Linked DNA regions of Mus musculus: all the other regions are linked to region 5. A link is a contact called in public Hi-C and promoter capture Hi-C data. All regions are on one chromosome and are shown on one strand. Each heading gives the region's core, a stretch centred on a gene start, on an enhancer-like site or on the middle of the called end of the contact. The rest is flanking DNA. Distances are from core to core; before and after follow the strand shown.

Region 1 (3,199 bases), core at 80-2,579, 1.8 Mb after region 5:
CCTCCCTTCCCTTCTCTTTCTTCCTTCCGTCCCTTCCTCCCTCGCCACCCCCATTCTCTTTCGAGCCACGGAATCTCTTTCTATAGTCCAGACTCCACTCTGCTGCCTCCCAAGTGTGAGGATGTGGAGCATATTTGGCCACACCTGAGCCAATTGTCCCCTTTTCCACCTCAGTGGCTTAGCCTCTGGGAACACGTTGGCAGGGACATGCCCCACTCCTGTAGATAAGCAATACCTTGGCACATGTGGTACTTGGCATCAGAACACTTAGCAAATATTTGCTGTTTGTCTATTGATCTCTTGTTCCTTCTTGACTGCCCTGTTCCCTTCCTGCACAACTGTGCTGATCCAACCTCTCATTTGTTTGATAGCACTTGGGATACCTCTGGAATCTTTCAGTTCTAGATAAATTCATATCTGTGTGGAGTGATTGACTACACCCCAATAAATCATACTTCCAACTAAAGAAAAAGAAAACAAAATAACCAAAGAAATAGAGACCTTCAAGTCAGGCAAATTCTAGAACTTGACAGAGGCAGAAGGATCAGGAGTTCAAGGCCATCTGTAACTGCATGACATGTTTAAGGCCAGCTTGAACTATGTGAGATCTCATCTTTCAAAAAGCAAAAGAGGCCAGGATTAGAGGAGCAGGCCTTTAATTCCAGCACTCAGAGACATGTATCTCTGAGTTTGAGGCTAGCTTGGTCTATTCCAGAACGGCCAGGCCTACATAGACTTTATCTCAAAATCAAATAAAAAATATATATAAAGAAAACCTCAAAAACAAAATTAAAAACCCAAGCAAAAGACACATTCTAATTCACAACTGGGTCCTCTGGGAACCCAGTGAGATCATAGACCTTTGCGATCATAGCCTCTGAGGACAGTGGAAACATTTTTGTTCAAGCAATGGTTTGTAACTGATGTTGCCATTGAGAATGTGGGGGAAGGAGGGAGCCCTCCGCCTAAAGCTGGCAGCACCTTTCCCTGGAGAACAGTCTGACATTCTTCTTGTTGTTTGGGTTTGGTAGGGAATTTAATACACAGCTGATGCCCAGTACAACTGCATCGTGCAATCTGTGGCCACTGGGAGCTGGCAGTCTTCCTCTCATTGAATGTCGTTCCTTCAGTGCACTCCACAAGACATGCTGGATAAGGGAAGGGGGGGGGGGGGCTAAGTGGAGACCTTCAATGAGTCAGAAGAGGGGAAAGGTCACAGCTTCCCCTTGGGGGAACTATATACAAATGGGGGGGAGGGCGGTGGACCAGATGAAAAGCTGCACGTGACAGCAGGATCCACTGGGCATCCCTTGAGCGTTCATGCGCAAGGTCCAGAGGATGGGGCTTGAGAGGATTGCCTGACGGTGTTAATTCCTAGCTGGACAGACCTTGGAGTGCTCTGTAGGACAGACTCACAACCTGGTGGCCCTTGAGTTGCTAGCTCCACTGATTTAAGCAGGTACTGGGTTCCTTTCTCCTGAGCCTGTTCTGGGATAGTTTTTTGGGAACTCGGGCACTTATGAATGTGCCATGCCCTCTTTGGTGACACCCTACGCTATGGTCCAGACCCTCCCTTGAGAGCAATGACCTATATCATGTCTCTAGCAGTCAGAGCAGAGCTCAGCCCCAAGTACTCATATTTGTTAAAAGAATTACCTGTCACTTGTTAAGCCAAATGTAAGGACAAGCTGTCCATAGGACCTCACTAGACAGTCAACACAGGGAACATTATTGATATACAATGCTATTTTATTGCATTGTTTGGATGGATTCATGACTGGCCGCACAGAGACTTGGGGAAAATGCAGACTATGTTCTCAGTGCTGGAAATCCAGCCCAGACCTTCACATGCTAGGGAGTCCTCCACCAGAAGTTACGAGCCAGCCTCAGTAAACTACGACCCGACCCTCCCTGAACAAAGAAACCAAAAAACTGGGCAAACTGAGCTGATCTTAATTCTTCCATCCAGGCTGTCCCCAATTCATAATCCTCCTGCATCAGCCCTGCTTAAGTGATGGAGATGGGATGGAAATTGTGTGCTACTATACTGAGCTTACCAAAAGTATGTTCACATTGATCCATTATTTTCCCCCCTCCTAAATCCAGTTTATCAATATATACAAAGTTAACACATGACACAATTTATGCAAATAGTTTTCAAGATTTTATTGCAAACCAAAATTGGTTTATCGCACACAAAAAAAGTTGTGTGGTAAGGAGGAGGAATTGTACATATTATAACCCATGTTAATTACAGTACATTAAAATGATGGTTTACAAATAAGCCTGTAAGTTTAAATATCTAGTGTTATAACCCAATGTACAGACTTCCTTTACACGATACATACAATAATCAGGAATGCAAAAGAATATGAACAAAGGGAAAAAAAACATAAATAATGCCCGTTTTATAGGTGACATTTTAAACAATGAAAACACCAACGGCTTTGACTGACAACTGGGGCATTGGTCCATAAAAACCCTTTCTAAAAATAGAAATATTTGTAGCAGCAATGCTTTCCTTAAGCATCTGAATGCTCGTCATTGCAAGACCGTTTCAATAGGTTTTAGTTATTAACTATATCTTACAAAACAGTCTACACATAAATTTATCTTCCAAATGTGGAAGAAACAAACAATGTCCCACATTGTAGTGTCCTGCAAGTGTCACATTGATGCTCACAACAAAACCGTCTGTGATCAGGCATAGCACACTCACGCCACTGCACACACGGGAAATCCGCCAAGGGAAAAACAAAACAAAACAAAAACAAACAAACACAAACTGAACACTCTGCGATAGGAAAAAGCTTTGGAGCTAACACGATCTCAGAAAAGGCACATTGCAGAATATTCTTGATCACAGCTCAGACAGACCTGCGGGGATTCCTCTTAGACCTGCATCTTCCTTCTAACTGAGACCAAGGTGTCTGTCTCAGGCGGCACTCTCACGCTCGCTCGCCTGGAGCTAGCACCACGTTGGAAGGAAGAGAAGAAAAGAAGACCTCACAAGCTCATTGAGAGGAGGGTGTGCTCTTCGGAAAGCTCCCATCAAGCAGCGCGCGCTGCGTCGCGCCACGCCGGGCAGGCGAGACTGCCAAGCTTCCAGGTGTGCAAATTCTTTTAAAATGTTCTGTCAGCTGGCAACTCCACCAAAGGCTAACGAAAACACTTTAGGAAACGCTGAGGAAGTCCTTCA
Region 2 (3,347 bases), core at 258-2,757, 1.2 Mb after region 5:
AAAGGCTTTTTGCTGGCTATAGAGAACAAAGAGCTTCTTTCTGGCTGTATTTTTAGAGATCATGGAAAACAAGCTTGTCCAGGGGCTTTACCTTCCTGGGAGAAACACTTTAAGTTGGGATCACTGTGCTTGTGTGACTCTGTGATTCTGATACATTCTGAGGTCCTGGGGGTTAGAACTTTGAAGTATAGATTTTGGAGACACCGTTTGGTATACAACCTAAGTAATTTAAGTTCTGTAAATATTAGGGGCTTATTTGGAGCCTGGTATGCCTATGATCTCAGTGTTTGGGTGGTACAAGCAGGAAGGTTATGAGTCTGTTGTTATCCTCAGCTAGAAGGAGAGAGTTGGGAGGCAGCCAACACAGGTGCGCTGTGGAGGGTGCCTGGCTTCTGACTGACCAGTTAGCCTCTGCTCTAAGGATCAGTATCAAGAGTAGCAGCCATCCAAAGTTAGGACGTCCTGGACACATACATATGTTTGGACAAGTAGTCTTTGTGCAATGCACAAGCAGTCTTTGGGCAATGTTGTTTCTGACTTTTGTGATGGCTCTGAGCATGGTCTAGGAGAGTCTTTAAAGTCAATGTGAGGTCACTTGCATAAAATGGCAATGGAGGGAGGAGGAAGAGGAGGGGGAGGAGGAGAAGGAGGAGGAGGAGGACGAGGAGGAGGATGAGGAGGAGGAGAAAGAAATATGAACTCTGGGTAGTTTTGGAGAAGGAGGCAATCAAGCATGGATGCTCAGAGCAATTCTCTTTCAGTTACTACACCTGCACGTCTGAGGACTTTCAAAGAATCTCTGGTTAAGTAACCAGATTCTTGTTTTGTTTTGTTTTTCTACTCTCTTTTTGCCTTTAAACAAAACATCGATCCCTAAATTATAAGATTCACTAGAGACTTCATTAACCTAAGAAAATTCCAAGATGGCAATACAGTGAATGTTGGAGCCTTTGCCAGAAGCTGGGTTTGAGCTGGTCGTGGTGGTGCACACCTTTAATCCTAGCACTGGATCCTGCCTGGAGGCAGAGACAGGCGGATTTCTGAGTTCGAGGCCAGCCTGGTCTACAAAGTGAGTTCCAGGACAGCCAGGGCTACACAGAGAAACCCTATCTCGAAAAAAAAAAAAAAAAAAAAAAAAAAAAAAAAACTCCAAAAAACAAACAAAAAAACACAAACAAAACCCCAGAAGCTGGGTTCTTCTGGGTTCTGTTGCAGGCCCAGGCTCCCAGCCTAGCCCTGGGACATGTAGAGAAGACTTCTTTCAACTAAGAGACACCTTGAGGTAAGGCAGATGAAATCTTGGAATTCCCAGACCTGGGGACGACGCTGGGGGTGAGATTTCAAGATATTTTTTCCCCAGAAGGAAAACATCAGCTTGTCCTTCTACATCACAACTACAGCGCGTTTACCTCCCCCAGCCCAGAAATGAGCCCGGCAAGCCTTTGTGTTCCAGCTGGCAGTGGGTGCTTTTGTGTGGCCCTGCAGGAAGTAGTGGTTGCCAGGCACCGTCCTCCTGGCTTTTGTTTTGCCAATCCCTGAGCGAGTTGGAGGGAATTCCGCTGCTGTAAAGGGAGAGAGAATGGCTGCGAGTGCTCAAACTCGAGCCGCAGTGGGAACCGGGATGGACTTAGGGAGAACATTGCAGGAGGGAGGAAGGAGGGAGGGGTGGGGCGTTTGTGACTGTCATTACTGGAGAGGTAACAGTTAATCCTCTTGTACACTTGGGTCAGAGGGGAGCATGACAAATCCTCAGAAGATTCGATTTTGCCTTGTAGAAATTAGAGATGCTCCCAGCTGCCTCTGTCACTCAGGGGCTGCAGACAAAAAAAAAAAAAAAAAAAAAAATGGAGACTGGATTTCCTCCTCCATCAGTGCCAGTACCTACACAAATACCCCTGCCCTCACTCTCCTCTGCAAAGGTCAGAAAATCGCTGAAGGAAGATACCAGACTCAGATAGTATACAAAGACAAAGAGCGTTTATTCTTAAGAAACAACCGGGGTGGGGGTGGGTTCAACCATTCTCCAAAATGACACCCCTACCCCCCACCAAGGCCTACAGGCCTTCATATAGGGAACCAGGGAACTCTCTAGAAGGATTAGGTCATCTCTAATGGGATTGATAGGGGCCAAAGCGGTGACAGTAGTATTGAGTAACTTTGATTGGCTAATATGTTCTTATATATTTAGAGAGTACGTTAGGTAATCTAAAACTTCATTGTTGGGTGCTAGGGGTTGGCTTCTGATTGGCTTGTGCCAGGTGGTCAGTGGTCTGCATTCCTATGCCATAAACGGTTAACTACAGGATGAGATAGGGCTGCACAGCCGCACAGATGGCCCATCCTGAGGTAAAATATTTCCCCATTCCTGCGGTTATCCCCAGGCTGCTCTCTGGGACAGGGTTTTATGACCTTGTTTCTGGATTTTATGGATTTTATGGTCTGTTCCTAGAGCTGGTATCTTATGGCCTTCTTTTCAGAATGAGGCCTGGTCCTTAAATGGAGACAAATGGGGTTTATGCTGCCTGCCCTTCTACCTCCAAATTCGTTGTTTTATTCTTTGATAAGTTATTTTCCCTTTGACAAAATGAGCCAATTCGAGCCAATAGGTTTATTGAGAAGCAGCTGGGAATGTTGGGGGTGGGTTGGATTACTGGTCTAGAAAAGTCTCCATGGGGTGGGGGGGAGAAAGAAAGGAAGAACTTATAGGGAGAAGAAAGGAGGGAAAAAGGAGAAGGGGAGGGGAGGGGAGGGGAGGGGAGGGGAGGGGAGGGAAGGGAAGGGAAGGGAAGGGATCAAAATGTCTGGATTATATAGGGAAGAGCTTTTGGTGGAGGTGAAGCCCATACCCTGGGCTGGAAAGTTCAGGGTAGACTCCAGCCATGCCCTGTAATAGGTAGAGACCAGGGGCTGATGGAATAGCCTGATAGCCAACTCTGCTTTGGTATGTAAAATATGCACTTGAGCCATTTGCCGGGGGTCTCCTCCTGCCAGGGGTTTTACGGAGGTCAATCCTTGCTGCTCCACTCCTAAAAGAGGTGCACAAACTGCTCACCCAATGGCCCTCTCTTGGTTTTTTTTTTTTCTTTTTCTTTCACTTCTTTAACCCCTACCCATAAATGAAGTGACTCTCTTCTGTCGCCTCACATGCCAGGAACCGTGGGTCTGGTTGGTAAACATCCTCTGAGGACCACTGCTAAGCAACAAGCCCTCAGGTCAGGTCATCCCTGGTCAGATCGCTCTCCAAACAGGATCACTTCTCCCAGTCACAGGAGCCCAGAGTGGGAGTTAGCGTCCCCCAACTTCATTTCTGCTGCTGTGTAAAATACATCAACCAAAAGCAACCTGGT
Region 3 (3,107 bases), core at 208-2,707, 1.1 Mb before region 5:
TAGAACTCAGGACACAGAGAGACAGTCTTATAGCTAAACAGTTCTGGGAACACAAACTAGGATGCTGGCTTCAGACAGGAAGGGCAGGTGGCTGAGCTAGATCAGGAAGACGGCCAGCGTGTGGAGCTTGGTCACGCTTGCCTTATATATTTCAGGTTCACGTCAAAGCATGACCTGTTGAAAATAGAAAGTTTAAAACATGAACATATTGCCTTTAGGATCCATAACTGGGTGGCAAATTTTATACTAGCTCACAGGCACAGAAAGCCCAGCGGCTCACTTCTCTGTCTACAGTGCATCATGAGAAATACTACTCTAGTGGGGACTCTATCACAGTGTCTTTATGAGGACATATTTATAAATACTGGGCCATTTTTTGAATAGTGACATTTTTCTTTTACGAGAAAAGTTTAGCATATCTGTTTCCATTCAAAGCCAATTTATACAAAGAGGATAAAAACTACCTTACATAATATAACATAGAAGGAAATTTTTAAAACATTTCCCACTGCAATCTTATTACCTTGAACTTTTAACACAGGTTCTCCAGTAAGTACATTTACATAAAATGACAGCAGTCTTATTTTTCCCTTTCCTAAACGATCTTAAGAAAAAGATCAAAGAAGATGTAAAAAGTAAAAAGGAAGGCGTCAAACGTCATTAAGTGGATGTTCAACATGAAATGTCTCACCTGAGAAAGTCCACTCCAAAACTGCCGGAAGGCCGCCAAGCAGCTAATTAGTTTTGTTTTTTCATCCTCGGGGGTATCCATAAACATTCTGAAAAAACAAAAATCACATTATCTGCTGCTAGTTTTAAACAGGTACACATCCTGCAAGGTAGATTTTTTTTAACTCCTCAAAACCAACTTAAGTGGAATCTAACAAAGATAAATCTACAAACAACAATTAAAAAAACACACACACACACACAAAGATCTGCCTGCCACATACTCACCCTGGGAAGGCCTCTTCTATAATTTCTGTTTTCTGCAAACAAACAAAAACTAGTAAACGATCTGACTACTAAAAGGGGGCGGGGTGGGAGATGTCCCCGAGAGAAATATTCCCGGGCAATACAGATAGAGCACGACACTTTTATGGGGACCGCGGCGGGAACTAACAGCACTTTCTTAGATCTGGCAGCAGTCCGGGGATGGGGGGACCGCCACCCCGGTTCAGACGCCTATGTCAACATAGGGGCGGGAAAGGAGCTGGCCCAGGCCCGCAGCCTGGAGCCGCACGCAGCCTGCACTTCCCGGAGCCATGGCTCTGGCTTACGGACAGTGGCACTCACCACCACCTCCTCGAAAATGCTCTGCAGTTGCGTCTCCATCGGTACCATCGAGCCCCGGGCTCCCGGGGAACCCGGCGACAGACGGGTGAGAGCCAGGGTCGGGAAAGAATGGAGCGGAGGGGCGGAGCCACCAGCAGGAAGCCGCCGCTCTCTCTTGCTCTGTTACTTCCTTCGGTGCCAGGCGAATGAGCCCGCCCGGTGCTTACCCGTTACCAGCCCCTCTGAAATCTGTATCTCAGCCTGTTGGTTCCGCTCGTAGAGGTGACCCCGTAAGCTGACAGCGCTGCTTGATCCCGGGCAAGGCCACCCTCTCCTGGCTGGAGCCGGAACTGCGACCTGTTTGGAGTTTCATTTGCAGATCCGAATCACAAGGGCTGTGGCCAGAACCAAGTGGGTGACTGTCAAGAGCTGACCTCGTGAAGCAGTTGATACCACGTTATTCTTGCCCAATAGGACCCATGTCTTCACTATGGTACCCTCAGTTGCTAGCACAGTGATGGGCGTGTCGTCATCGTTTATTGAATGTTGAAAAAAAAAAAAAGAATAAACCCTTTATTGTTAATTCGCAAATAAGTGGCGGTACTAAGTACATCATTTTAAAACAATTTTCCCATCATCCTGGTAAATTTCTGAAAACTTTTTTTTTTATTGTCTTAGTATGAAGAAATTTTTGTCTATCCAAAGGCTATTCGTCAATGTTTTCTTCCAGAAACTTTGTTCTAGCTTTGGTATTTAAGTCCATATTTTTTTAATTGGTTTTCATGACTGGAGATAAGTTCTCACAGGACTTTTCCCTCTTTGGGGAGATGTAAATAAATGTTTATAAACCCTAAATAGAGGACATTGACAGATTAAAGAAAGGATCTTGCCGGGCGGTGATGGTGCACGCCTTTAATCCCAGCACTTGGGAGGCAGAGGCAGGTGGATTTCTGAGTTCAAGGCCAGCCTGGTCTACAAAGTGAGTTCCAGGACAGCCAAGGCTACACAGAGTAACCCTGCCTCAAAAAAAAAAAAATCTCATTCAAATCCAGCTTGGTAAAACAATGAGCTTATTATAGTTTCTTATAGAAGCACGTGACTCGGGTACCCTCATTACTAGGAACTCCTACCTCAAGCATAGATGACTTACAAAAAGGCATACCAGTGTAGTACCCTCCCAATAAAATATTTAAATTTAACACAATGTTGGAGAATTAGAGGGGCTTCTGGGGAATCGTGTAAGGACCATCTTGAGTTTCCATGGCGTCTTCATTTTATTTTATAGTTTTGAGACAGGGTATTTTGTATCCCAAGTTGACCATGAACTTACTATGTAGCAGAGTGACCTTGAATATTTGATCCTTCTATTTCTCATGGCGAGAGATGGGACGCCCCTGAGACTATCTGCCAGGAAGAAGTGTTGGGTTAGGTTTCAGATTGGACCTGGGGTTAGGGTTAGGTGTGCTAGGGTTTGGGTTAGGATTGAACTCAGGGCTTCCTGCTTGCTAGACAAACAGTTTACCAGTAAAGACACATTCCCACTCCCATCTCTCATGTGGGTTTCAGGCAACTGAAGCTGCTCTGCTCTAACAGTGAAGCAGGCACTGCTTCCTGAGAGCTTATGGGCAAGAAGCTGGTGATTTTCCAGTCATAGTCTGGCAGAAACTTAGCTTCCCAACAAATGTAAATGATATCCAATCACTGTATATAGCATTGTTTACTGTACCATAGCTACTGAGATGAACTGTTTAATTTTCTAGTTGAAGAGTAGCCTGAAAGACTTAACATTCAGTGTTCTGTTTGCTGTGGACATGATATGAAAGACTGTGTAG
Region 4 (3,453 bases), core at 120-2,619, 1.1 Mb before region 5:
ATATTTGAAAAGGAGGTATCAAAATGGTCCTGAGGGACTTTGGCTTCTTGATTTATTCATTCAATAAATGCAATACATTTATTCAATCAATAAGTCAATGTTTATTTTGTACTGAACGATTCTATGTACTGATGGTAGAGGGAACAGAATCTTTCTTGAGGTATTAAAATTCTGGGTGCTTTTTGTCCTCACAAGGTTAAAGAAATTTACTTCTGACATGTGGGTTTTCTTTTTAAAATTATAATCATGTAACTTTGTAACTGGGAGAATACTTGGTTGTGTTTCTTCTAAATTAATACTTTTAAAAATATTTCTTTAGTGTTGGGGGTGGCTTTACACAGGGACCGGACCACATCACCCACGTGGAGGTCAGAGATCAACTTGGAGGAGTTGACTCTTTCCTTGCACCAAATGGGTTCTTCGGGTCAAACTCGGGTCATCGGGCTTGGTGTTACCGGCTGGCCTCTCTCATCTGCCCTAGATCTCAGGGGGCCCTGCTGACACTCTGCTGGTGTGTAGATTAGAATCGCGGCAGCTCGGCGGGTGCAGAATGCCCATTGCTCCGTTTCGATTCTTCTGCAACCTGTATGTGACTAGCAACCTCACCAAGCTGCAGTCTCTTCCTGGGCAAAACAGCATAAGAATGATTCTCAGTCTGAAGTTAGTTTAAAGAGGAAACAGGAAGCGAAAGAACATTAACTAGAATAGCACTTGGCACACGACAAAGACAACTCATATTAGCTAGTTTGCTTTCCCTATCTTGGGATATCATGATTCCAAAAATGAGATTTTCCTGGAGACTGTATTTCAAAAATAGAACTGCTTTGGGTTGTCAGGGAAATAAATGATGCCTTCCTGTAAATAATAATAATAATAACAACAACAACAATATAAAACAAAAACCAGCCCCATGCTTTCCTAGACAGTGTAACCTGGTGACACATGAAATGTGTCTCACTTTCCCCAGAACTTGAAGCCTTGACTCAGGATGCTCAACAGGAGGGAAGTAAGAGACACCCCCCCCACCCCCTCACCCCCCCCCCCCACTTGCTGTTTTAGCCTCACCTTGCAAGTCCCCAGTGGACTTAAATCCTGGAAAAGGTGAGCACCCTGCCCTGAGGTGCCCAGGCCGGAAGCCTAGCACTTCACATGAGGTTATGAAATCACACATAATTGTCAATTGTCTGAGGAGAGATTAATGTCATCCAGCTGGCTTTTTCAAAAGGGTGTGAACTGGACGGATGAATAATGCTCAGAGGGAAGAATGGTAGTTCCTCTGATGGGGAGGTTCTGTTGACTCTGTCATTCTTCCATTCGGTGGGCGGAGCCAGTTGTTGGATAAACAGATCCAACCTGATTATAAGGGGGGAAAAAGATGTGCCCTCTGTCTTTTAGGGTTACGGCCGGTGGAGAGGAGCTGGACAGCCCGAGCACATGCAGCAGCAGCAGCCGCTGGAACCCAGAGAGAGCATGAGCTCCAAGCCAAAGTCCTTAGAGATTATCGGAGCGCCTTTCTCAAAAGGACAGGTGAGTTTGGCTTTGAATGACTGGAATTTATTGGGAAGTGTTACATTTTAACACTTGCCAGGCATCGTGGTCTAGCTGCAAGCTGGAAATGTTACATTCTTAACACTTAACAGGCGTTGCCTTGGGGCTACAAGCTTCCCAGCACCATCTGGGCTCCAGGTGCTAGAGCTCAAGTCTCTTCACCACTGTGTGGCATAGTATGCTTGCCGACTTTTGGATCCTGCCAAAGTCCATTTCAAGACAAAGAGTCACTACAAAGCTTGAAGAAAAACCCTCTGGATGTAGATCACCTGTGTCTGGGCTGCAGTTTCTCTCATAGTTACGGTGGCTCTTGGTGCTTTTGATGTTTTCTGAGTATGGAGTGAGAGATTGTAAGAAAACACATTAGTCTGGTTACGTAATTCATGCTTAGAAAAATGTAATGGGTGGTGGTAGGTAGCCTTTAGGCTTGTTTTAATTTGGATAACTTAAATAATAGAGCTTTTGCAAGTTTGCGAAGAATTCATGGTATTTTGAGCTTAATGATTTTGAGTATTAGTTGGGGGGGGGAGATGGGGGGGGAGGTGGGGGGTTTACATCTCTCTTTAAGGAGAACAAATAAAACAATACATCAGGTCTGCACGACTAATGGATCCATAAATCTCTGCCTAGCCCGCCTAAGTGACTCACGCATGTCAGCACTGCCTAAATGCGCTCCTCATTCCCCGTCTGCGTGGATACGCTCAGGCTGCTAATTAGAATGAGATAGCAGGATGCCTTAGGCTCCAACTCTCTGTGTTTAAAAAGGACGGGGGGAATCCAAGCCAAGCAAGGTGGTGTGTGACTCCTGGGTCCTTTTGTTTTACGTGGGGTCTTTCTCTTGGCTTTTAGACTCAGGCAGCCTTTAGCCTTTTAAACTGTGGAACCTAAAGATATAATCTGCCCCCCGCCCCCCCCCACACACACACCCTCTTCACTATACAAATTGTGGAAGGTTGGAGACCCAGACTGTATTTGGTATCAGTAATAGCATTTCACCTTCTATGGAAAAATCTCCACAGAGCTCTCCCAGAACACTAGAATATGGGGGTATTTTGTTGATTCATGATGCCTTTAAAACCACAATATGGCCGGGCGTGGTGGCGCACGCCTTTAATCCTAGCACTCGGGAGGCAGAGGCAGGTGGATCTCTGAGTTCGAGGCCAGCCTGGTCTACAAAGTGAGTTCCAGGATACCCAGGGCTATACAGAGAAACCCTGTCTCGAAAAACCAAAACAAACAAACAAACAAAAAATCACAATATGGGTCTGGATAAGTGGCTCAGTGGTTAAGAGCACTTGCTCCTCTTTGAGAAGACAAGGGTTCAGTTCCCATCCCCCACACCAGACGGCTCACAGTTGCCCATAGCTCAAGTTCCAGAGAACTCAGCACCATGTTCTGCCTCCATGAGCCACCCCCACATGCACACACACATAATGAAGCAAACATTTAAAAAAAAATCCATAATATGCTTACCTGTTCTTTTGTTTTAAAATTTTTACTTTTCTTCTTAAGTGTGTGTGTGTGTGTTTATGTCTTCAAGATTCATATACATTCAGGCACTGGGCCATCTCACCAGCCCTTCATTTATCCTTGAAATGGTTTATAAAACAGACTTGAAAATGATGACAACAACAACAACAATTAAAAAAAAAAAAAGAGGGAGGGAACCCAGGAGGACAGCAGGAAGGAAACAGACTTTGGCCTCTGGGCATCAGCAGAGGCCACCATCATGGTCAAAGCCCTTTTAGGAGACTCTGTCTTCAAATGCCATCTGCTGCCCTCTCCCAGTCTCAGGCAAGCTCCTCTGACAGAGATTCCCCTTAGCTGTGGGCAGGAGCCTGGAGTTCATTGTGTCAAGCCTGTAAGAACAGCGGCATATTTTCCTGTAGGAAGCCATTTGGCAGA
Region 5 (3,161 bases), core at 255-2,754:
TACCATCTAGTCTCTTCTGTGAGACTTTTCTTCCGGGAAGAGAACTCTAATATGCTTAACACTTAAATGTTTTCCTTTTTTTGCTTTAGACATTGTCTTCCTGGTAGCCTGGAACTCACAGCTATCCACCTGCCTCTGCTTCTCAGGTGCTGGGATGAAAGTCTTGCAACTTATGTATGGTTTGACACATTAACTTTTAATAGCCTTATACTAAGGAAACTACTTAAACTCTACTTAACCACATTCTTTTCCGACTGTGTAATGTTTCAAAATCACTTCCAAAACAGCCAAAAGGCACGTGTGCCTTCCTGCTCTCTCTTCCTGTCTGAATATTCTTCCTGCACTTACCTGGCTGGAACTCTAGTTAAAACCTCTTTTAAATGCTGCCATAAACTCCAAATCCCCTGCGTTCCCACATCATCTCCACTCCCCAGCACCGTGGCATTCTGGTATGTTACTCTTTGGCTAAAATACTAGCTTTATCTTTTAAAATGCAGACTTTTAAGTGTCCGCCGTCTCTCATCTTTAAAACAGCACCATAGACACTGGCAGAAATACGCCCACAGAAACTAACCACCTATTAAATACTTTTTTGAATTGCAGGGGTAAGGAAGCAAGCATGAGGCTTTAGGGGTGAAACCCAAACGTTTATTGGAAAAGCTAAAACTTCCATCAACTTTCTTATATCCTCATGAAATTCATGAGCCCGACAATGATCACTGTATCCACCAGGTTGGCCATCAGAAGCTCTGGTTGGCTTCGGGGATATCTTCTGAGAGAGATGTCTTGTGTATTTGCTTTGGAAGTAGAAGAGCGAGTGATTCCTTCGAAATTAAAATGCATTTGTCGGCGTAGGCGGGAACTGGCTTTAAGATTCTGGAGTTCCACTCCTGGTAGCCGAATCCTCGGTGGAATTTAGTGACAGATCCACAGTGAGAGTTTAACATGTACCTCAGGGATCCAGTGTCTGCGAAGCTGCGACTCGGGAAAAAAACTAGGGTCATTACCTAAATGTTCATTCAGAACCGGTTGCATTCAGACCGGGATCTGACCTGGCCGCAAGGTCTGCTTAAACACGTTGCAAAGCAGTGGGGTTTGTGATCATACACAAATCACAGCCACTCAGAGAGGCTAAAAACCAAAGGACCAAAATGTGGACACACTCAGCCTAATCGGCCAGTATTGGCAACAGGAAACTTCACGATAAGACGTGGAAAAACTGCTTAAAACAAAGTAATTCAGCAGCGAAGAAAACGGCAGTAGTTTGGCTCCTCTCGTGTTCCGTAGGAGCGGATCGTGGGACCTCTGTGGTCCACGCCCCCTGGGCAAAGGCTGCCCGCTGCGATGCCTGCTAGAAATCCAGCCGCGTTCTTACCACGGACGCTCCTAAAGGCGGAAGTGGAAACTCCTAAGGCACGGCACCACCGGAGCCACCTCTTTAGTGGGAGGAGTTGCACATGCGCACAGAAGTCGAGCGGAGCGCTTAAATACCGTCATGCGGCCACCGCCGGCCTTTTCCCCTGCCGCCGCCGACTTGCGCGGAGGCGGAAGCTCGGGGTGAGTGTGATCCCAGCTCGTGCGCCGGCGATAGCGTGTCTACTGCGCCTTGGCTTCAAAAGTGAAGTACTTGGGTCTTAACGGGCGATTTACTGATGTTTTGTCTTTCAGTGCGTTCAAGATTCGGCGTCACCCGTGATTCACCGCCATGGCCGAGGAAGGGTGAGCGAGTGGGGCGTGGGCCTCCCGCGGGCGGCGCTGGTCTGGGCTTTTCTCCATGCTAGTTCCCCATCCCTAGCCTGCCGAGGGTCCTAACGTCTCTGTCTGCATTCCAGCATAGCTGCTGGAGGTGTAATGGACGTCAACACTGCTCTACAAGAGGTGCTGAAGACCGCCCTCATCCACGATGGCCTAGCACGTGGCATACGCGAAGCTGCCAAAGCCTTAGACAAGTACGTGTCTCAGTCTCAATACTGTGGGGTGTTGCAGCCGGAACAAAGACTGCAGCAGCCAAGGGAAGAGAGCGTGAAGTTCATGCTGTTAGCACAAAAGTTCTGAATGTCATCCGGCCAGCAGGAAACCTAGGAAAAGGTATCAACTCTAGCCCACTTAGGATGTGTGGGTTGCTGTGTGGATCGGGGATGACGAGCAGTAGTTTTGTAAAGCTACAGTGTTTGCATGATGACTTGAATTGTCGGATACCCCTTCACCCCGTTCATGGGTGAGAAACAGCTAGTCTGACAAACCTGTAGCTCGTGGGGATAGATAGTCCGGTAGTTTTGCTAGAAGATGGAAAAGGGGGGGGCATCATTATTTAGTTTGCAAATACTTAAACGACAATATTGTGGTGTCGGGGAAATCTAGCTATATCCGGGAGACTTGAGAACATGCATGGTTTATTAGGCTTATGCACGTGTATTCTACTGTTTGAGGTAAAGTCAGGTGATTTTGGATGCTGTTGTGAATATTTACAGTGCTTCCTGCACAGGACTGCTTTGGATCAGCTTTCAAGTTGGAAATACCCTGAAAGTGGTCATAGTTTCCTTTGGCCATAAATAGGTTTCCTATTATAATGTGTGGTATTGGTATCTAAGTTTGTACAGGGAAAGTGAATGGCTAGTCTGCAGTTTGGTACAGTAAATCCTGTGTGGTCAGGTTTACTAGCACAGTGAAGACCCTTGAAGGTTTCACCTTTGAGTTTTGCATTTTAGGCGCCAAGCCCATCTGTGTGTGCTCGCATCCAACTGTGATGAGCCCATGTATGTCAAGCTGGTGGAGGCACTTTGTGCTGAGCACCAAATCAACCTGATAAAGGTAAGCCTTAGTGATAATGGTGTTGAGCCACAGGCACCAGCACTAACTTGCATGGTAGTTTTGATGATTTTCACGTGGGCTGTACATGATGAAAACAGTCTCCCTCTTCTGAATCTCGCTGAGGAAACTGCACGTCACCCTCCTGAAACAGCCACCCTGGGAATGTTGAGGGTCAGCTTTTACTAGTTTCAATCCTTGTTAGTAATTGCTTTTGTCTTTGATAGGTTGATGACAACAAGAAACTAGGGGAATGGGTAGGCCTCTGTAAAATCGATCGAGAGGGCAAACCACGGAAGGTGGTTGGTTGCAGTTGCGTAGTGGTTAAGGTAAGTCTTGCTTTTCTCTTTAAA
Region 6 (3,113 bases), core at 349-2,848, 1.1 Mb after region 5:
GGCTCACTATGTCCACCTGGTTGGCCTAAATCCTTCTGCCTCCTCCTCCTATATACTGACATTACAGGTAGGTGGTAAAAATTAGTCAACTCTTTATGGTTGTTGCAAAAGCCATGCTGGGCAGTTACTCTTCTTGGTCTCGGTGACACTGTGACACAGAGGCACCATTTAATTAACCCTTTGTTTGCCAGCACCACCTCAATGCTCTGCTGTCTTCTGCAGCTCATTTTCTCAGGCATGTGAAGATAAGGCCTTTCCAACTTCAATCTGACTACTCTTGCCTGCTCTTAACAGAATTTAAAGTCAGCCCGAAAGGCTTTGGGGAAAGAGAGAGGTCAAAGATGGCCCCAGGTGTCCATCCTCCATTAGATGAGGGAAGGAAAATCAGGCTAAGGCCCTAAGCCTGGAGCAAGGCATTTCTGGGGTGGGACCACTTCACTTCCGCGTGAGGCTTAGTGGATTCCGTTCCCAAATCATAAACATCCTTGGGTAGACCCATTCCCAGGTGGAAGGCTGTGAGTAACTTCTGTGTCGCTGAGCATTGGCGACTATTTGTAACATTCCACTTGGGAATGGAATGTATGATTGAAGCATGTGGCGCTGATGAGAAAGTATTAAGCAGAGGAAGAAGAGGGTCATTTGTATTGGGTTTGTCATACCACAATTAGTATATAGTCCCTTGAAAAAGAGATGAATAGAAAGAGGCACCAAGAAACAAACAAACAAGCGGACAAACAAAAAGGTGGAGGATTGTAAATCCACCGAGACAAGCATCTCGGTGAAGCACAGATAACACCATAAAAACTACTAAAGTTCTCTTTGGTAAGTTAAAGTATTCAACGAATCTCATTTTGAAAGGCAAGTTTCCAAGAAAGCAGGGACAAACAGGGGTGCAGTTTAGGGGCACGGAATAACTCATAATGTCCACTTGTTCCACACCGTTTGTTTGCGACAATAAGCAAAAAAGGTGTGTGCTCACAACTGAGGCTCTGATCCACCTTTCCAAGAGAGAGGAATGTGTACATTGCGTTACGTAAAGCAAATTGATGTAGCCCATCGTTGCAGTAGCTCCTGTTTCAATACATAAAGTCCCAAGGAGACTTCGGTCCCCGCATGTAGGGCTCTGGGTCACTCCGCGTCGCACTGAACCCTGCATTCCCGTTTCCACACATACGACACGCTCCCGGGCTGCGCGCGCACACGCACTCCCACGCACACGCACAGTCCGAAGGGGCTCGTGGGGACGACTGTCCCCTCTAGCGGTCACCCGAGCCAGCCCGGCCGTCTCACGTTACCTCCCGCGCAGGCAGGATGCCCTCCGCCGCTGGCTCCACAGCTGCCTTCGGTCTCCGCCTCTCTCCCCTTCTGGTTCAGCAGATTGGGGCCCTCTGTGTTTTCAACAGGTACCATGGTCACGGTAGTACTTACAGCTTCTCGCTCGCCACCGGACCACCCAGACCTACCGCGCTGACAGCAGTGGTCACTGTCCCCATGGGCAGCATGCTAAAGAAGAGTGGGAGGGGTTTGAGTGGGGGGGCGACCTTCGGGCAAAGCCAGTGTGATTTGTAACCAACTTTGTTTCTATTTCCGAAGGCTTTGCCCTTTTCGGTGACACAGGCTGTTGCTATTCCAAGCAGCCTATCACAGGCAAGGGGAGGGCCGTGTCTCCAGGATTGTTTTGCCTTTAGATGCGAGTTGGAAGCAAGAGGTTAAAAAGACTTGGGACTCAAAGGCAGTGTTTGGCCACCGGCTAGGGCTAGCTCTTGTGTTCCCGCAATTTGAAAAGCAGCTTAGAAAAAGAAGCATGCAGATTTAAATGCAAGTCTGCAAGCCAAGAGTAGGGAACAAATACTCACAGATGGTATCAGTTAATCTCGCCGAAGAGGAACATTTTATGTAAAGACATACCAGAAGGAAAAGTATTAATATTTCTTTTGTGGGCAAGCCTATTGCCCTAAAAGCCACAACACTCACCAGCTTAAACAAAGCGTAAAAGTTGTTTGTTTCAACGGGATTTGGGTCTAGGTAAATGCCTAGCATAGCTTTCTCTCTAGGCCCGTGGTACGGATCAAGGCCTGCTCCCAACTCCAGTCGCATGGATTCTTTAGACACTTTCTAGCCTGAGTTTATAGCAAGATAGTCCTTTTAAAAATGCACAGTTGACCTGAAAGCGAGGCAAACAGAGGATCTTCTGTCAGGTTGCTCGCTGGCTTGGCTGGCGGGAGGACACTCGGTATTCAGAGATGACTGGAGCTGTTGTAACATGAAACAAATCAGGGCACCAGAGGGAGGGGTGTTTTACTGGTCTATGAATGTGTACTTACATAAACAATCAGACAGACTGACATATTTTACCATCCGTTCTGTCCTTAGCAAATCATATCCACTGAGAAAACTGTGACATCACCTTAGAAACCACTGGGGTAAAAACTTAAACGTATGAAGTACTTTATAAGACAGAAATCAATGCTGGTTGTGTGACCTCGAGCGATTCTTTTCCCAAATAAAGCGCGTTAGAGAAAATGGGAGCTAAAGTAGCTTGCCTAAGCTTTGTAGAGCAGGCTGTGGCTCAGTGGTAGAGCCTACTACACACAAGGTCCTGGATTCAGAGTGCCAGAGCTGCACCAAACAAACAAATACACCCAGTGCTCTCGAACTCTTCAGAGCTGGTCAGGGGTGGACGGTAATTCTCCGGAGTTCTAACATTCCAGCCCTGTCCAACACTCTTTAGTTCTCCTCAACCTTAAGAGATGCCAGGAAACACAGATTCTCATACTAGCCATTCCTCTGTGAGGGAAAGCAGGTCTGCACTTGTCTAAGCAGTGACCTGTGTTTACTTATTTTGCACACACTTTGCGTCATCACTAGGTTTTTCATTAGCATCATTTGAACACCTCTTCCCTAGGCATTGCTGTATTATGCTTTAGGAAAGACATGGAAACAGATTCAACTATAATTTATTTAGTATGCAACGAGCATTGGCTACACACCTGATGTTTGTGCCGGTCATTCTAGGAAGAATCCCCCACAGACCCCACTCATGTCTCATTACTCGTAGAAGCTTAGAGAAGATCAATGTATCAAGACGAAAGAACTCATAATGCAAAATGGCT
Region 7 (3,274 bases), core at 166-2,665, 1.6 Mb after region 5:
CTGGTGGGGACCCTTTGGCAAGGCTTCCGGAGAAGCTCGTGAAGGATTTCATTCAGTGCTAAGACAGAGAGCTGAGACAGAAAGCAGAAGGAGGCGGCTGCAGCCTTTGTAGTCGCGGAGGAGTGCAGAAAGGTTGAAGCACTATGTCAAACTTTTTTGAAATGGGGTCAAGTCACATTTAGCCAGCGTGGTAAAGCAACAACAACAACAACAAAAGTGGAGGAGGAGAGGGGGCTAGGGACCGCCGCTCCGGTCTGGGTGTGCGTGTGCTGCCCCCTCCGGGAGCCTGGGCTGGACAGGGGCGCCAAGGCCATTGCTCCCGCTACCTATGTGGCCCTCGACCCCCGGGAGAGGCCTGGAGGGTCCTTTATGCAGCTTTTTAGGAAAGCTTTCAAAGGAGCCTGGGGTGTCCCTGCCTTGTCCAGGTGGTGCTATGCTCGCACCCAGTGGGGGTCGCGCCATGTGTTCTTTAATTCCAGGCGGAAGAGCGAGCGGGGGAGGAGGGGTGCGGGGCAGGTAAACGCATGGGGACCTTTCCGGATACGCGGCTGTAGTGGAACAAGGTCCAGACCAGACTAAGGCCGCGGTGGGACGGGAAGGCTCACTCGGTCTTCCCTAAACAACAGAACGGGGATGGGACGCCCGACCGCGCCTGGGACCTAGCCTCCAGCCTTTGGAGAACAGAGCGACTGTCTTGGCTACCAACATTCAGCCGCCAAGGATACCGGGCGGGGGTTCTGAAGTCGCGATACAAGGGAGACCTAACCCTTCTCACACCCGGGAGACCTACGTTTACTGCCCCCACCCCCACCGTCGTAAGGGCGGTTGCTTTTGCACGGGTTGAAAACTTAAGGACCAGTCCCGGTTAGCTAGCAAAGTCCCGAAGTTACTTTTCAGGACAGGACAAGCAAAAGTGTGACGGACCTGCCTTTCCCATACCCTTGCGATCTTTGTGTGTGTGTGTGTGTGTGTGTGTGTGTGCACGCGCGCGCGCGGGAAAGGGAGCAGGACACTTCTCCCCTTCCAGGGCCCCTTGCTCTCCCACCTCTAGTAGCCCCAGCCCTCCCCTACCAGATGGTCTGTCCTCCCTGAGTTTCCACAAGGGAGGTCCTCGGCGATTCGGAGGCAGAATTTCGTCTCCCGCTAAGCTTGCCATACCCCAAAGACCGTTTGTGAGAGCGAGTCTCTTTCAAATGTCTCCCTGTAGAAAAACTGAAAGTAGAAAGGAAGCAATCTCCGAGCAGATGTCTGACCACCCCTACTCGCATACTCGCAGCATTGGGTTACAGGGTCCTAGGAGCCCCAACCCCGCTCTGCGACCCCACATGGGTGAACCCCCGGTGCTTTCACGCCAGTTCCGAACTCCCCCAGGTCGCCCCGTACTCCGCGCGACGAGTCAGGGAGGGCAGCTGAGAACAACGATATAGGTATAAATATTGAGCCGTGACACTGATGCGCCCGGCGCCCCCCTCCCCCGCACTCCGGGCACACTCTGGGCTGCTCCGCACGCCCCCTCTTGTCCCGCTGCGTCCCGCTCGGCGCTCATCCCCAAGGGGCCCCAGCAACCTCTTCCTTTCAAAGACAGCACGAGCCGTGCTGGGGAAGAAAAGTAACTTGGTTTTTCTCCGAGAAACCTGGCCGGATTAGGCAGCCAGGGCGAGTAGAGGGGAGAATGAGGGGAGCTGGTGGAACCCGATGGAAGTCTCCCGGGCAGTCTGATCACACTTTCTCCTTGTCCTCCGGTCTCCTCCTCCTAGGTGCAGAGATTGTGGGCAGACTACGTAATCGCTGCGGAGGGGGAAGAGGAGGGATCTCCGGCGGCGGCGGCAGGGCGCGGAGACTCAGCTGGGCGGAGTTTCGCGGCTGCGCCCGGCTTGCGCCCGCGGGCGAGAAGGTCGGTCCGTCTAGCCCGGGGGCCCCCGAGGCGTGTAAGTCAGAGAGTACGCACCCCGGTTCCTCTGTGCCGCACCGACAGCCTGCAGCCAGCAAGGAGAAGGACAGCCTGGGTGGCGCCGATCAGAGTACGAGTGCTTGGCAGAGATCGGCGAAGGCCCCCGACCTGAAGAATGGCGGCCGCTTCCTGATTCCGAAGCGCCAGCGAGTACAGACCAGTGAGGAGGACTTGCGGCTCTCCACCGTCCGTGAGGTGGCGGTGCTGAGGCACCTGGAGACCTTAGAGCAACCCTACGTGGTCAGGTGAGCCTGGAGCCCTGGCTATGGGGTCCGGGAATGTGCTGGGCAAGGGGCGGCTGGTTGCCCAACTAAAGTTAAGAGTTGAGTTTCCTCAGATAAAACCGGTGACCCTGCTAGACAGGCAGAAAAAGAGACCTGCGGTGGCTCCCCTCCCCCTCCCACACCGCTCTGCGTGCCCCAAGGGGTCTGGGGGCTTTGGGTGTCTTTTAGGGACAAAACCAGACAACCCCAAGCCCTCTAGGACTCAGTCTACAGAATCTTCCTGGGCTGGGTGTTAGTTTTGTTTTTTGGTTTTTTTTTTTTTTCTGTTTGTTTGTCTTTTGGTTTTTTGGGGTTTTTTTTTTTTTTTTTGGTTTTTTGTTTGTTTGTTTGTTTGTTGTTGTTTTTCGAGACAGGGTTTCTCTGTGTATCCCTGGCTGTCCTGGAACTTACTCTGTAGACCAGGCTGGCCTAGAATTCAGAAATCCGCCTGCCTCTGCCTACCAAGTGCTGGGATTAAAGGCGTGCGCCACCACGCCCGGCTCCAATATAGTTAGACTTATAAGTACATTTTTACTTTTTTTTACTACATTTTAATTTTAATTACTACATAAATAAGTAAAAAGCCAATGTAAATAAAGGCCCCCATTGTGCCTATGCTTTAGTTGGGTGGCAAGGGTACATGGGGTGCAACAGCAAAAGATAATGAGACGAGGGAGAATGAGTCTTCTAGAAAGTCAGGTTTTACTAAAAGTGGATTACCATCTGTGTGTCTGTCTGTCTGTCTGTCTGTGTCTTGCACTTCAGAGAGGTCTGTGATCCTGAAAGTTGCTTGCTGGCTTTGAGTCACTCACTACCCTAGAGGATCACTACAGCTGTAGCAAAGGATGAATTTCAACATTAGAATTTAGTATCAAATTTCGTTTGTCTGTTACCTGTGGGGTGTCCAGATAAAAGGTAACAGTCATGTATGTAAATACAAAGTAGCATTCTTCCAAACAAACACCCTTGTATAACCAATCATTGAGTGCAGGTCAATACAAGTCCCTCTAACAGAAGAGTTTTGGCTAGCTGGCTCACCCTGTTCTCCTGTTTTATCCTC

What was found. Promoter capture Hi-C pulls out the DNA fragments that hold promoters and counts their contacts. A called contact is a pair of places that touch in the nucleus more often than the background predicts.
Region 1: a promoter capture Hi-C map of liver shows a contact between it and region 5, with 4 times the contacts expected there. The contact joins the enhancer-like site here to the promoter of Rps12 in region 5. A contact is called at or near these places in 3 of 39 promoter capture datasets (hippocampal neurons, liver and pre-B cells) and 2 of 115 datasets of contacts at active chromatin or transcription factors (astrocytes and embryonic stem cells).
Region 2: a contact with region 5 is called in a promoter capture Hi-C map of hippocampal neurons, with 6 times the contacts expected there. The contact joins the enhancer-like site here to the promoter of Rps12 in region 5. A contact is called at or near these places in 2 of 39 promoter capture datasets (frontonasal cranial neural crest and hippocampal neurons), 11 of 115 datasets of contacts at active chromatin or transcription factors (acute myeloid leukemia, astrocytes, embryonic forebrain and 3 more) and 1 of 9 other capture datasets (embryonic stem cells).
Region 3: a Hi-C map of B cells shows a contact between it and region 5, with 8 read pairs. The contact joins the promoter of Med23 here to the promoter of Rps12 in region 5. A contact is called at or near these places in 1 of 39 promoter capture datasets (pre-B cells), 2 of 484 Hi-C or Micro-C datasets (B cells and CD4 T cells), 1 of 115 datasets of contacts at active chromatin or transcription factors (thymic regulatory T cells) and 1 of 9 other capture datasets (adipose tissue).
Region 4: a promoter capture Hi-C map of liver shows a contact between it and region 5, with 2.2 times the contacts expected there. The contact joins the promoter of Arg1 here to the promoter of Rps12 in region 5. A contact is called at or near these places in 1 of 39 promoter capture datasets (liver) and 1 of 115 datasets of contacts at active chromatin or transcription factors (microglia).
Region 6: a promoter capture Hi-C map of embryonic stem cells shows a contact between it and region 5, with 26 times the contacts expected there. The contact joins the promoter of Slc2a12 here to the promoter of Rps12 in region 5. A contact is called at or near these places in 10 of 39 promoter capture datasets (the 3T3-L1 cell line, cranial neural crest, embryonic stem cells and 6 more), 1 of 484 Hi-C or Micro-C datasets (muscle stem cells), 4 of 115 datasets of contacts at active chromatin or transcription factors (astrocytes, embryonic forebrain, embryonic stem cells and 1 more) and 1 of 9 other capture datasets (adipose tissue).
Region 7: a promoter capture Hi-C map of embryonic stem cells shows a contact between it and region 5, with 12 times the contacts expected there. The contact joins the promoter of E030030I06Rik here to the promoter of Rps12 in region 5. A contact is called at or near these places in 2 of 39 promoter capture datasets (embryonic stem cells and hippocampal neurons) and 1 of 115 datasets of contacts at active chromatin or transcription factors (astrocytes).

What each region holds. Positions count from the first base shown.
Region 1 is chr10:21,998,846-22,002,044 of GRCm38.p6, reverse strand. It overlaps Sgk1 (serum/glucocorticoid regulated kinase 1), which reads right to left. Exons shown (of 14, transcript NM_001161845.2): 14 at 2,142-3,199. Among named protein-coding and RNA genes, the nearest start is that of Gm34267, 58 kb to the left of the region's middle. Within about 2 kb of position 1,329, at least 39 of the 459 cell types and tissues checked have an H3K27ac peak or open chromatin away from gene starts, as enhancers often do. A contact at or near this core is called in embryonic stem cells and liver, where this site is marked.
Region 2 is chr10:22,607,426-22,610,772 of GRCm38.p6, reverse strand. All of the region lies in intron 1 of Gm40612 (a long non-coding RNA gene), which reads left to right. It overlaps Gm46216 (a long non-coding RNA gene), which reads right to left. Exons shown (of 4, transcript XR_003948850.1): 3 at 3,111-3,342; 4 at 1,341-1,814. Among named protein-coding and RNA genes, the nearest start is that of Gm46216, 3.8 kb to the right of the region's middle. Within about 2 kb of position 1,507, at least 82 of the 459 cell types and tissues checked have an H3K27ac peak or open chromatin away from gene starts, as enhancers often do. A contact at or near this core is called in embryonic forebrain, embryonic stem cells, hippocampal neurons and 1 more, where this site is marked.
Region 3 is chr10:24,868,336-24,871,442 of GRCm38.p6, reverse strand. It overlaps Med23 (mediator complex subunit 23), which reads right to left and starts at 1,457. Exons shown (of 30, transcript NM_001166416.1): 1 at 1,297-1,457; 2 at 958-989; 3 at 692-779. The coding sequence starts at 1,344.
Region 4 is chr10:24,925,386-24,928,838 of GRCm38.p6, reverse strand. It overlaps Arg1 (arginase, liver), which reads left to right and starts at 1,369. Exons shown (of 8, transcript NM_007482.3): 1 at 1,369-1,527. The coding sequence starts at 1,471. It overlaps Gm40616 (a long non-coding RNA gene), which reads right to left. Exons shown (of 4, transcript XR_001779741.2): 2 at 3,022-3,453; 3 at 1,066-1,877.
Region 5 is chr10:23,785,552-23,788,712 of GRCm38.p6, reverse strand. It overlaps Rps12 (ribosomal protein S12), which reads left to right and starts at 1,504. Exons shown (of 6, transcript NM_011295.6): 1 at 1,504-1,557; 2 at 1,669-1,719; 3 at 1,833-1,949; 4 at 2,709-2,811; 5 at 3,036-3,137. The coding sequence starts at 1,706. It overlaps LOC115487513 (a small nucleolar RNA gene), which reads left to right and starts at 2,170; the gene lies at 2,170-2,243. It overlaps Snord100 (small nucleolar RNA, C/D box 100), which reads left to right and starts at 2,892; the gene lies at 2,892-2,959.
Region 6 is chr10:22,643,496-22,646,608 of GRCm38.p6, reverse strand. Slc2a12 (solute carrier family 2 (facilitated glucose transporter), member 12) reads right to left here and starts at 1,598. Exons shown (of 5, transcript NM_178934.4): 1 at 1,296-1,598. The coding sequence starts at 1,410.
Region 7 is chr10:22,147,411-22,150,684 of GRCm38.p6, reverse strand. E030030I06Rik (RIKEN cDNA E030030I06 gene) reads left to right here and starts at 1,415. Exons shown (of 2, transcript NM_001254745.1): 1 at 1,415-2,196. The coding sequence starts at 1,673.